Regions from separate parts of the Canis lupus genome. Here region 1 is linked to region 2. The links are chromatin contacts, called in public Hi-C maps. All regions are on one chromosome and are shown on one strand. The core of a region is the stretch at or near the end of the contact, and the rest is flanking DNA. Distances in the headings are between cores, read along the strand shown. Region 1 has its middle 27 kb from the start of VASH2. Region 2 holds the start of NSL1 (kinetochore-associated protein NSL1 homolog).

Region 1 (5,216 bases), core at 2,036-4,535, 120 kb before region 2:
TGGAGCCTGCTTCTGTCTCTGCCTCTGCCTCTCTCTCTCTCTCTCTCTTTCTCTGTGTCTCTCATGAATAAATAAATAAAATCTTAAAAAAATACTTTTTAGTATTTTTTATTAGCATTAGCCAAAAAATGCTAGCCATGATTTGAGCTTTCAGGTGTCCTAATCTTTTTGCTGAGGGAGGGTCTGGCCTTGATGTTGATAGCTGCTGACAGAGCAGGGTGATGGAGGTTGGGGTGAAGGCTGGGGTGTCTGTGGCAATTTCTTAAAATAAGACATCAGCAAAGTTTGCCACATTGGTTGACTCTTCCTTTTGTGAACGATTTCTCTGTTAGCATTGAGAACATTTTACCAACAGTCGAACTTCTTTCAAAATTGGAGTCAATCCTCTCAAACCTTTCCACTGATTTATCAATGCTCATGTAATGCTCTAAACGCTTTGCGGTCACTTCAGCAATCTTCGCAGCACCTTCATCCGTGGATTCCATCTCGAGACACCACTGTGTCTTCATCCTTTTTTTTAAATAATTTTTTTTAAATTTATTTATGATAGGCACACAGTGAGAGAGAGAGGCAGAGACACAGGCAGAGGGAGAAGCAGGCTCCATGCACCGGGAGCCCGACGTGGGATTCGATCCCGGGTCTCCAGGATCACGCCCTGGGCCAAAGGCAGGCGCCAAACCGCTGCGCCACCCAGAGATCCCTGTGTCTTCATCCTTAAGAAGCAACTCCTCATCCCCTCAAGTCTGATCATGAGATTGCAGCAAGTCCCATGTAATACTAATGAGAACGTTTGAAATGTTGTGAGGATAACCAAAATGTTGTGAGGACACAGACACATGACATGAAGTGAGCAAATGCTATTGGGAAAATGCTACCAATAGACCTGTTTGATGCCTTCAATCTGTAAAAACTGCAACACCTGTGAGGTGCAATGAACTACAATATGCCTGCATTTACCTGGACAGCATCACAAACATGTGAGAAGTTGTCAATGGCTAGTGTTCACCACTGCCTGGTGTCAGGACGCTCACTTGTTTAACATGTGGGGTGTGTGTTGTGTGTGTTGGGGGCCAGTGACTCGTCCTGGTTTGGAGATATGGCTAAAAGGAACTGGCGCTCCCCCTCCTCCAAACATGCACACATCCGGTCCCCTCATCCCAAGCTAGGAAATTTCAGCCATGAGTCTCCAGAGCAGTTCATGAAATGACCATCAGAGGGGGTGCTCTTCCCATTTTGGGAGTGGAAATGGGTCTCCCTGCCCAGGGCCAGCCAAAGGTCCAGCAGCTAGGTGTTCAGGGCTAATCAGGAAAAGCCAGATTTACTGGTAGGTTACAGAGGCACAAGCCTAAAGCAGCCTGATTTCAGGCACACAAGAAAGTGCAAAGCTTACATGATCCTACTGGACGATTGAAGCTGTCTGAACGGTATCCATTTAGCCTAGACTGATTTAAAATACAAATACAGGGCACCTCAATGAAAAATATACAAAAAAGTCACAGAAATCTTAAAGCTAAAAAAAAAAAAAAATATGGGGCACCTGGGTGGCTCAGTAGTTGAGCACCTGCCTTTGGCCCAGGGCACGATCCTGGAGACCGGGGATTGAGTCCCACGTCGGGCTCCCTGCATGGAGCCTGCTTCTCCCTCTGCCTGTGTCTCTGCCTCTCTCTCTTTCTCTCTTTCTCTCTCTCTCTCTCTCTCTCTCTGTCTCTGTGTCTCTCATGAATAAGTAAATAAAATCTTTTTTTTTTTTTTATTTATTTATGATAGTCACACAGAGAGAGAGAGAGAGAGGCAGAGACATAGGCAGAAGGAGAAGCAGGCTCCATGCACCGGGAGCCCGACGTGGGATTCGATCCCGGGTCTCCAGGATCGCGCCCTGGGCCAAAGGCAGGCGCCAAACCGCTGCGCCACCCAGGGATCCCTAAAATCTTTAAAATATATATATTTTTTAAAAAATAAATAAAATACAAATATAGGGTGTCTGGGTGGTTCAAGCATCTGCCTTTGGCTCAGGTCATGATCTCAGGGTCCTGGGATCGAGCCCCCCCCCCTGGGATCGGGCTCCCTGCTGCCTGAGGATTCTTTCTGTCTCTCCCTCAGCCCCTCTGCCTGCTTGTGCTCTCTCTCTCAAATAATAAGTAACATCTTTTAAAAATAAAATACAAATACATTCCAGGAGTACACCTCAGGCCTTTGTATCTCAGTGAGATGAAGGGAGCTGAGAGAAGGTTTTTTAATTTTTTTTAATCTTTTTAAAGATTTTATTTATTTATTCATGAGAGAGAGAGGCAGAGACAGAGGCAGAGGGAGAAGCAGGCTCCGTGCAGGGAGCCTGATGTGGGACTCGATCCCTGGTCTCCAGGATCATGCCCTGGACTGAAGGCAGCGCTAAACTGCTGAGCCACCCGGGCTGCCCCTGAGAGAAGGTTTTGACAAACCAAAAGGGGAAGGTGGGCAGAGAGGGCTTAAGGGGCATAAAACAATGAAATTGGGGCTTCCCAAGTATCACCGTCCTCCTCTGCTCAAAACAGGAGAGAAGCCTCGCCTGATTCCATGGGGTGAGAGCCCACTTGTTGATGCTCCCAAGAGGGGGTGCTGCTTCTCCCAAGCTCCCATTTCATGGGCTCCTGTTTAGTCTGTGAGCAAGTGCTATGGACTCAGATGGTTTGTTTTCTTGTCTTAGAGCATTTTGAGAGGGACACTGTTTTGTATTTGCAGCTCCTACTACAAACCCCGACCCAAGCGTTTAAGTGCTTGATACATGTCAAATAGGTAAGTGAATGAATGTCCACGAGTAGAAAACCATGAAGTAAATAACGGTCTATTGGCCTGACGGGGATATTATGCTGTTCTTTTAAATGATGATTATTTGAAAGGTACCTAAGAGAGTGGATCTTAGAAGTTTTCATCACAAGAAAAAAAAATGTGTAACTGTATGAGGTGTTGGAAGTTAACTAACCTTATTGTGGCAATCATTTTGCAATATACACATGTGTCAAAGCGTTGTTGCTGTACGCCTCAAACTACTACAATGTTCTATGTCAGTTACATTTCAGTAAAAGTGGAAAAAAGAAAAGTTAGAAATAAAATACTGGTTAGGAAGTCCATGTAGCAACGTGGAAAATGCCTGGGAAATTATGTTAAATATGCAAGTTGCTTTATACCTGTGAAAGATTATGCATAGGTGTGCACGAAAAAGGAACAAGGAGAAATAGTTGTGGACTCACGGGTAGCTTCCTCCTTGGCTTGTTGTTTAGCCTCCTTTGCTGTGGATTGTGCAATAAACACAGGAACCACCGTTTCCTGCCCACAAGAGCATCTCAGTTTTGTTCTTTGGTGCCCAAGTACCTCGACTCTCACCCCCGTCTGTCTAGATCTCACCCTCTCTTTAGAATTCAATGTTGTTTCATTTCCTTTGCACCCTGCCCAGGGCTGCACCCACATGCACGCACAAGCGGCTGAATACCTTGGATATCAGTGATTTCAAAGACAGCTGCTGTAAATAATGTTAAGTTCAAACCCTTAAACACCTGTTCTCCCAAATCAGTCTGCCTCTCAAGTTATCAGCAAGTTATCAGCCATCAGTTCCTATCTTTACTGTTTCTCAAAGTGGGAACAACAATGGATCTGTTTTGTTAGGGGTCTACTGTGTGCCTTCTGCTTCAATTTCCTCCTCACCACAAACCTGCAAGGTAGGAGAATATTATTCTAGTTAGTAAGAGAAGAAACAGAAACTCAGAGTTTAAATTACTCTCCCAAGATCATAGTCCTGGTTCACACCTAAGACTTTAGGTTCCCAAAAGACACGTTTTTTACGCTACACACAGTGGCGGATGCTTCCTGAGGGCCTACGATGCAATAAGATACGGCACATAAATAACAGAATCTATCCGTACAAGGAAACTCAACTGTCCTGTGAATAATAGTACCAGCGTCTGCATAGGTTTGCAGGTGATGAAGCTATGCCCCCGTGTCACCCTTCTAGGGACATCTTTTCTAATACTAATCTCCTGATTGTGCGTTGGGCACCTCTGTCCAGGCACAAATCCTGCTGGAGCCACAATGATCCAGAGCTTATCTATCTTCGTTTTGGGTCAGGATATGCTTTGCAGGATTCAGGCTTTTCACTGAAAAAGAAATCACTGCCACTGTCATTTCGCTTCACTTCTATGCATGATGAGGCTTTATGAAAATTAATCTTATCAGTTAATCTCGGGGCTTAGAGGGTCACTTCAGTCCTTGGAGGAATCAGATATTTCTCTAAGTGCCGTTCAGGCAGCCTTTATTAATCAAGACCTGGGGGCTCAGACCTGAAATCAACTTTCTACTGGCTTCTAACAGTTCGCTCTCATGACAATGACCATTTCACCATGTAACACATGAAAGGGGAAGAGGAAATGAATACATAAAACAAGGTTAGGCAGGGGCCTAATACATTGTTTCTCTAAGTGGAAAATGAAGCTCACATACCTTGTCTTAATGAATCTCCCCCTCCCTCCATATGATTCTCCTCCTTTGTCAAGGTTTTAGGGCCTCCGGACCACATCTCCTCCTCCCTTCCATTCAGACCTGCTCAGGGACATCTCTAGACCCTAGTAGAGATCGAAGATAAGGTGTTCCCTCTAGGTGGTCAGTGTGCTTTGAAACCCTACCTCTCTGTAGGGACTCAAAGACCCAAAGATATATTATCTCCTGTGAGGGGTCATAAAAGCATTTTCCAGGCACAGGATCCCATCAAGAACCCTGAAGTCACTTCAGGGCAGGTTGTCACCTGCACAGATGACAGAGAGGGAGGGACAGTGTGCCATAGGCAGTTTGTCTGGGCTCCTCGGTCCGAAGACTGAGACCCGACAGATGGGTTACAGGAAAGATCAACAGACTTCGGAAATGTGTCACTAACCTCAATAGCTTTGCCTGCTTTGGAAAATAAGAGTTGTTTTTTTTTTCCCCCCTGTATGGAAATCATTTTTTTCCATGGAAAATCTAAATGTCATTCTAGTGAAAGGTCTTAGATTTTAAAGCCCCTGTTTATTATAGGGTGATGGTAACAGATACAATGCTATGGACTTATTTATCTTTCAGTTTCATGACTTTGTCCTCTCATTTAGCTACTTTAAATAAACTGGAAAGTTCATCTTGAAATAGGACACTAATTATAATTAAAATTGTATGAAAAGAGGTACTGGTAACATTTTTATGGCTTCCAGTTTGTATAT
Region 2 (5,833 bases), core at 3,329-5,828:
GTGAGATCTTATAGGTAGGATTTTTTTTTTTAGAGCCGGTATTAAAGCAGTGCAGTTTAATAGATCAAGAGCATTCCTTTAGAGAGGGTTTAACATTCAAGAAGATACTGTGTACTTGAACTCATCTGTCCCCTTAGGGTACTACATCTATGAATTTGTATCTTCCTTTTTCTGGATATTTTATCACTTTTTTTGCCAAAGCAGTATGACAACATGGTAAAAAAAATGTGAAAACAAGTGACTCATAATTCTACTTGATCATCACAGCTAATGTTCTTTTTTTTTTTAAGGTTTTATTTATTTATTTGAGAGAGAGAGAGAGAGAGAGAGAGAGCACAAGAGAGCATGAGCTGAGGGAGAGGTAGAGGGAGAAGCAGACTACCCGTTGAGCAGGGAGCCCAATGCAGGGGTTGATCCCAGGACCCTGGGATCATGACCTGAGCCACAAGCAGATGCTTAACTGACTGAGCCAACCAGGCAACCCAGCTAATGTAATTTCTGTCTTTTTCTCTCTAGTCCTTTCCTCATTGAATATATTTTTACACGGATGTTACAACTAGGGAGTAAACAATTTGGCATCCTGCTTTTCTCTCTGTATTACACTATAAACATTTTCCTCATTGCTACATAAAATAAACCTTATAGTTCTCATTTTCCATACATGCATTCAGTGCATACATATATTTAATACTCTACAAGTTAATTTTTTCCTTTATTTCCGAGCCTTGAGGCTATTTCTGTTTTTTCTCTACTACAAATAATGCTGCAACAAACACCTTTGTGAAAGGTAGTATTTCCTTCTTCTGATTATTGCCTTAAAATATAATCAGAAAGAGGAGCATTACGGAGTCAAAAGGCATCACTTTTTTAATGATTTTTGTTTTATACAACTTTTACCTTTAATGTGACACTTCTTTGGTCTCCTGGTGAAACTCCTTGAACAGGATGAACACCCAAGCATGGCAGGACAAAGCCCTTATACCTAAAAATGTACAACACATTAAGAAAGCAGGAATATTAAAGTACTAGACAATGTTACACTAAAGAACAAACATGAAAGAATTTTTTAGGGCTATGTTGATGTGATTTTCTTTAAAAATGGATGATCTTTGATAGTATAAATATGACCTACTAACTGCAACCTTATTAGCAACTCTTTAAATTCTTGATGAGAAGTAGCACCTTTCTGAAAGCTGCATAATCTTTTCAAATTCTCCTGAATGTTCAGCAACCATCACAAGAGCCATAACATTGGCCTGAAACAAAAATGAACGGAACAGTTAGAATCTCAAACAATCTATATCTAACATAACTGAAGAGAAATTTAAAGTCTTCTGTACTTTAAGTTATTCTTGCTCACTTATACTCCATCAATATAATCACGATGGCTATCACTGAGTACTTATTATGTTTCAGGCACTATGTTCAGTGAATATAAATATTACCTCATTACCTCAATCTACACAAACCCTATGAGGTAGGCATTGCTGTACTTCATCATATAGGTCGGGAAAGAGTTTTGGATGGAGTCAGATAACTTGCTCAAGATCATTATGCAATTCCAGAGCCCATGCCCCTAATTAAGGTGCCATATTGAATGATGGCTGTGTGTGTAATAATGTATTGGCAACCATTTCTATCACTTTAAGGGAAGGCTACAAAGTAATAGTTAAATAAAAATTAGTAATTTTTTTCTGAAACAAATCCAAACGTCTCAGAAAACTTGTAATTTCTCTAAGATCTCTGGAATAACGCTCCTTTAGGAACTGACAGATAGATCAATCTATTCCATGTTAACTGGTAAGCACACTAGATGTGAGGACATGTTTTGGATTCAGACTATCTTGTCCTTATCATTTTACTAGCAGTGTATCTTCAGGTAAGTAAATCTCTAGGCCTGAATTTCCTTCTCTATCAAATGGGTAATGGTTGGCTATAAAATAGTAGCTTCTTCATACAGATGCTGCCAAACATTAGATGAGATAACGAACAGATAGGGCTTAGCTCAGCCTGGCACATACTACACAGTTAATTAATGCTACTTATTATTAACAAAGCAAGATAAGCATAGTGTATCTAAATTTCAAGCTGTTCTACCTTGAAACAGAGGGCAACTGTAGATATTGACTTACTTTCTTGGCTTTCTCCAACACATCATCCAGATCCTAAAATGAGCATAGGTAATCACAATTATTTTAGATGAATAAGTAACTGCTCTTTGGAAGTGTCTATCAACGTAGTCAAGGAGCCATAAAGAATGACAACAATGGCAAGGAACAGTGTGATAGAATGTGAAGAGCTACACTGACTCGCTTTGCTTACTCTTCCTTTCTCTCACTAAAATCTGGCTTCTCTTCCTACTCCACTAAAACAGAAACTGTTATTGTAAATTATATAAAGGACATTTCTCTGTCCTCCTCTTACTCTATCCATCAGGAGCATTAAGAAGTCCTCACCCGTTCACTCCTTTCCTGAAATACTTCCCACTCTTGGCGTCTGCAATACCCCTCTCCTGCAAACACCACCCTCCACTAGCTGCTAATTCCAGTCTCCTTAGCTGGCTCTCTCCTCCATCAGATTTCAGGACCCTATGCTCCTCTCTCCCTACACACCCCAGGTGATCTCATCCACAGGTTTTAATACCATCATTATGCTAATGAGTCCCCAGTTTTGATCTCCAGCCTAGAATTCTCTCCTAAGCCCAAGACTGACGTTTAAAAATGAATACAGGGCATTTCCACTTGGATGGATATTAGACTTAAACATGTACTAAACACAGCTGTCTCTACAGACCTTTTATCTGCCCTCCCCAGTCTCAATCTTCCCTCCTCTCAGTAAACAGCACCACCATCCTCCCTACAGCATGATGTCCTTTTTTTCCTTCCCTCTCCACATCCAATTTCTTACCCCATACCATTGAGTCTATCTCTAAAACACACACTGAGGGCAGCCGGGGTGGCTCAGCGGTTTAGCGCTGCCTTTGGCCTAGGGCGTGATCCTGGAGACCTGGGATGGAGTCCCATGTCAGGCTCCCTGCATGGAGCCTGCTTCTCCCTCTGCTTGTGTCTCTTCCCGCCCCCCTCTCATGAATAAATAAAATATTAAACACACACACACACACTGAATCCATCGGCTTTTCTCAAACTCCCCTGCAACCACCATCACCTCCTGTCTACATACAGCAAAAGCCTCCAAATTGGTTTTCTAAGGTCTACATTTGCTCTCCAACAGCAAAATGGCTTTTTTTTTTTTTTAAAGATTTTATTTATTCATAAGAGAGAACACACAGAGAAAGAGAGGCAGAGACACAGGCAGAGGGAGAAGCAGGCTCCCTGCAGGGAACCTGATGCAAGACTGGATTCCAGGACCCTGGGATCATGCCCTGAGCAGAAGGCAGACACTCAACCACTGGGCCACCTAAGGGTCTCAGCAAAATGTTTTGTATGTGTGTGTGTGTTTTTTTTTTTAAGATTTTATTTATTTATTCACGAGAGACACAGAGAGAGAGGCAGAGACACAGGCAGAGGGAGAAGCAGGCTCCATGCAGGGAGCTGGATGCCGGACTTGATCCCGGGTCTCCAGGATCACGCCCTGGACCCAAGGCAGATGCTCAATCACTGAGCCACCCAGGTGTCCCGCAAAATGGTTTTTAAGCAGAAATCATATCTTGTCGCTCTCCCTTAAACAAGCAAACAGAAAAAAAAAAAAACCCTTTACTGGATTCACACTGTCCTTACCTACCTCACCTATCCCCTGCAAACCTCCAGTCAATGGCTCCCTCTCCAGCTCCTCAGGCTCCAGCTAGCCAAATCCCATGCTGCCTGGAGTCTGCAAGACGCCCACCATCTCGCCCGGCTGGCCCTTTGCCCTTCCAGTTCCAGCTTCGGCGTCACCTCTGGAGAGGTTTTCCCCCTTAAGAGACTCTGCCCTTCATTGTCTTATACCAGCCCCCCCGGTTTCCAGGGCAGCGCGTAAAGCACTTTAAGTCTGATTTTGTGTGTCCTCCTCGGCCTGCTTCTGTCCCCCACGAGGCCCGGAGCGCACGGTGCGCGGCTAAAGCGCCCGAAAGCACACTTTTCCCGGGAAAAGTGGATGCTCGGCCAGGCCAGGCACCGATAGGCCGGTGGGGGTGGGGAAACCCTCTCGGAAACGGGAAGGCCAAATAAAAGCCGTGTAGAGATGGCGGGCGTCGCTCTTCAGGATCGGAAGGGAACATCGGGATGACCGAGGTCAAGCAGGGAAGTTAGGAGCAAGTCACTCAGGCCCACGAGCTGGGGCCCACGAGCTGGGGCCTGGGAGGATGCGAGGCTTGGTCCGAAGGGTAGAGAGAAAAGAATAACCTGGAGGGAAAGGACTGGGGGCCTCCCCGCTCCCGCAGGCCGGGCCTCGCCCTTACATACGCTGTCAAAGTCCGGGGCCGAGAGGTGGCAGTGACAGTCCACCGCCCCGCCGCCCACCGCCCCCATGGCCGCAGCCACCGCCGCGCTCCAGTCTCCAGGGAGCCTCAGCCGGAACGCTTCGGCTGCGGCGGCTCGCGCTTCCGGCCGGACTCGTGTTTCCCGCCCCCCCTCCCGCCCTTCCGCTCCCACAGTTCCCGCCCGCGGTTCAAACTGGAAAGATGGCGGGGGCTCCCGTGTCGGGGGTCCCTTCCCGTCCGCGGGGCGTGGAGAGAGAGGCGCGGCCGGACGACGGGGCGTCGGTCGCCGCCAGCTCCCGGGAGGACTGCCGGGTGCGCTGCACGTCGAAGCGGGCCGTGACGGAAATGGTAGAGCTGTGCGGCCGCTTCGTGGACAAGCTCGGGGACGCGCTGCCGGAGGAGATTCGGGGCCCTGCGCTGCGGGATGTGCAGTGGGTACGGGCGCGTAGCCGTCTCCGGCCTCGTCACCCCCTTCCCCCTGCGCCCGGCTCTGGGCTCGCGGAGGCGGCCCGAGAAACGCGGGGGGAGGCGGAATAGCTGCCGCGGCGTCATCCGGGTCTTAGGAACGGCTCGGACCCGCGCCGGCCGGTGGGAACGTAGAGGGGCGAGCTGGGCCTGTAACCGGAAATTACAGGAAGGGGAAAAAAAAAAAAATAGGTGCAATTGAATGTCATGCTTTATGGAGCCCGCCCTATCCAAGATGCCGTTTTAATTTGTGATGATAAAAAAACAAAAACAAAAAAAACGAACGCGGTCTCCTCTGATTCTTCTGTTCGTGCTAAGCTGCTCGAACCTAGAGCCCATCTCCCTTGGGGCTGCCCGCCTTTTAAGACCTCGGGAACCTCAGAAAGTGGCTGGCTAGTGGCCCCCCTACTGGGCAGGGCAGACGCAGACCCTAGCAGGAATTTTCCGGGAAAGGGTAATAATAATAATATTAATCCTGGAAGTCAGCCGGGCACCGCGCTAGCGGTTCGGTCTTTCCTTTTTGCCTGTTTTAGGGCTTCCTGTAAAGTCCGTGGAAACATTTTCCCTACAAGTCTAAAGTGGGTAAGGATGCTGTCTCGGTTAGTAACTTCACCGGCCCTCATAACCTTTTCCCCCTTCCTTTCTCACATCTTTTGCAAAGCTCTGAAGAAGCTAGGGTTTGTTTTGTTTTTGTTTTTTTAGATTTCATTTATTTATTCATGGGAGACACAGAAAGAGAGGAACAGACACAGGCCGAGGGAGAAGCAGGCTCCATGCATGGAGCCCGATGTGGGACTCGATCCTGGGTCTCCAGGATCACGCCCTGGGCTGAAAGCGGTGCTAAACCGCTGAGCCATTTGGGCTGCCCTGTTTTGTTTTAAAGATTTTATTTATTTACTCACAAGAGACAGAGGGAGAAGCAGGCCCCATGCAGGGAGCCCGACGTGGAAC

What was found. A called contact is a pair of places that touch in the nucleus more often than the background predicts.
Region 1: a contact with region 2 is called in a Hi-C map of blood, with 3 times the contacts expected there. The contact joins the enhancer-like site here to the promoter of NSL1 in region 2. A contact is called at or near these places in 2 of 9 Hi-C or Micro-C datasets (amygdala and blood).

Annotation. Positions count from the first base shown.
Region 1 is chr7:10,898,105-10,903,320 of UU_Cfam_GSD_1.0, reverse strand. No RefSeq gene overlaps it. Among named protein-coding and RNA genes, the nearest start is that of VASH2, 27 kb to the left of the region's middle. Within about 2 kb of position 3,285, at least 2 of the 20 cell types and tissues checked have an H3K27ac peak or open chromatin away from gene starts, as enhancers often do. A contact at or near this core is called in blood, where this site is marked.
Region 2 is chr7:10,783,403-10,789,235 of UU_Cfam_GSD_1.0, reverse strand. It overlaps NSL1 (kinetochore-associated protein NSL1 homolog), which reads left to right and starts at 4,578. Exons shown (of 7, transcript XM_038542090.1): 1 at 4,578-4,852. The coding sequence starts at 4,619. It overlaps TATDN3 (putative deoxyribonuclease TATDN3), which reads right to left and starts at 4,547. Exons shown (of 9, transcript XM_038542095.1): 1 at 4,401-4,547; 2 at 2,133-2,165; 3 at 1,183-1,256; 4 at 898-982. The coding sequence starts at 4,466.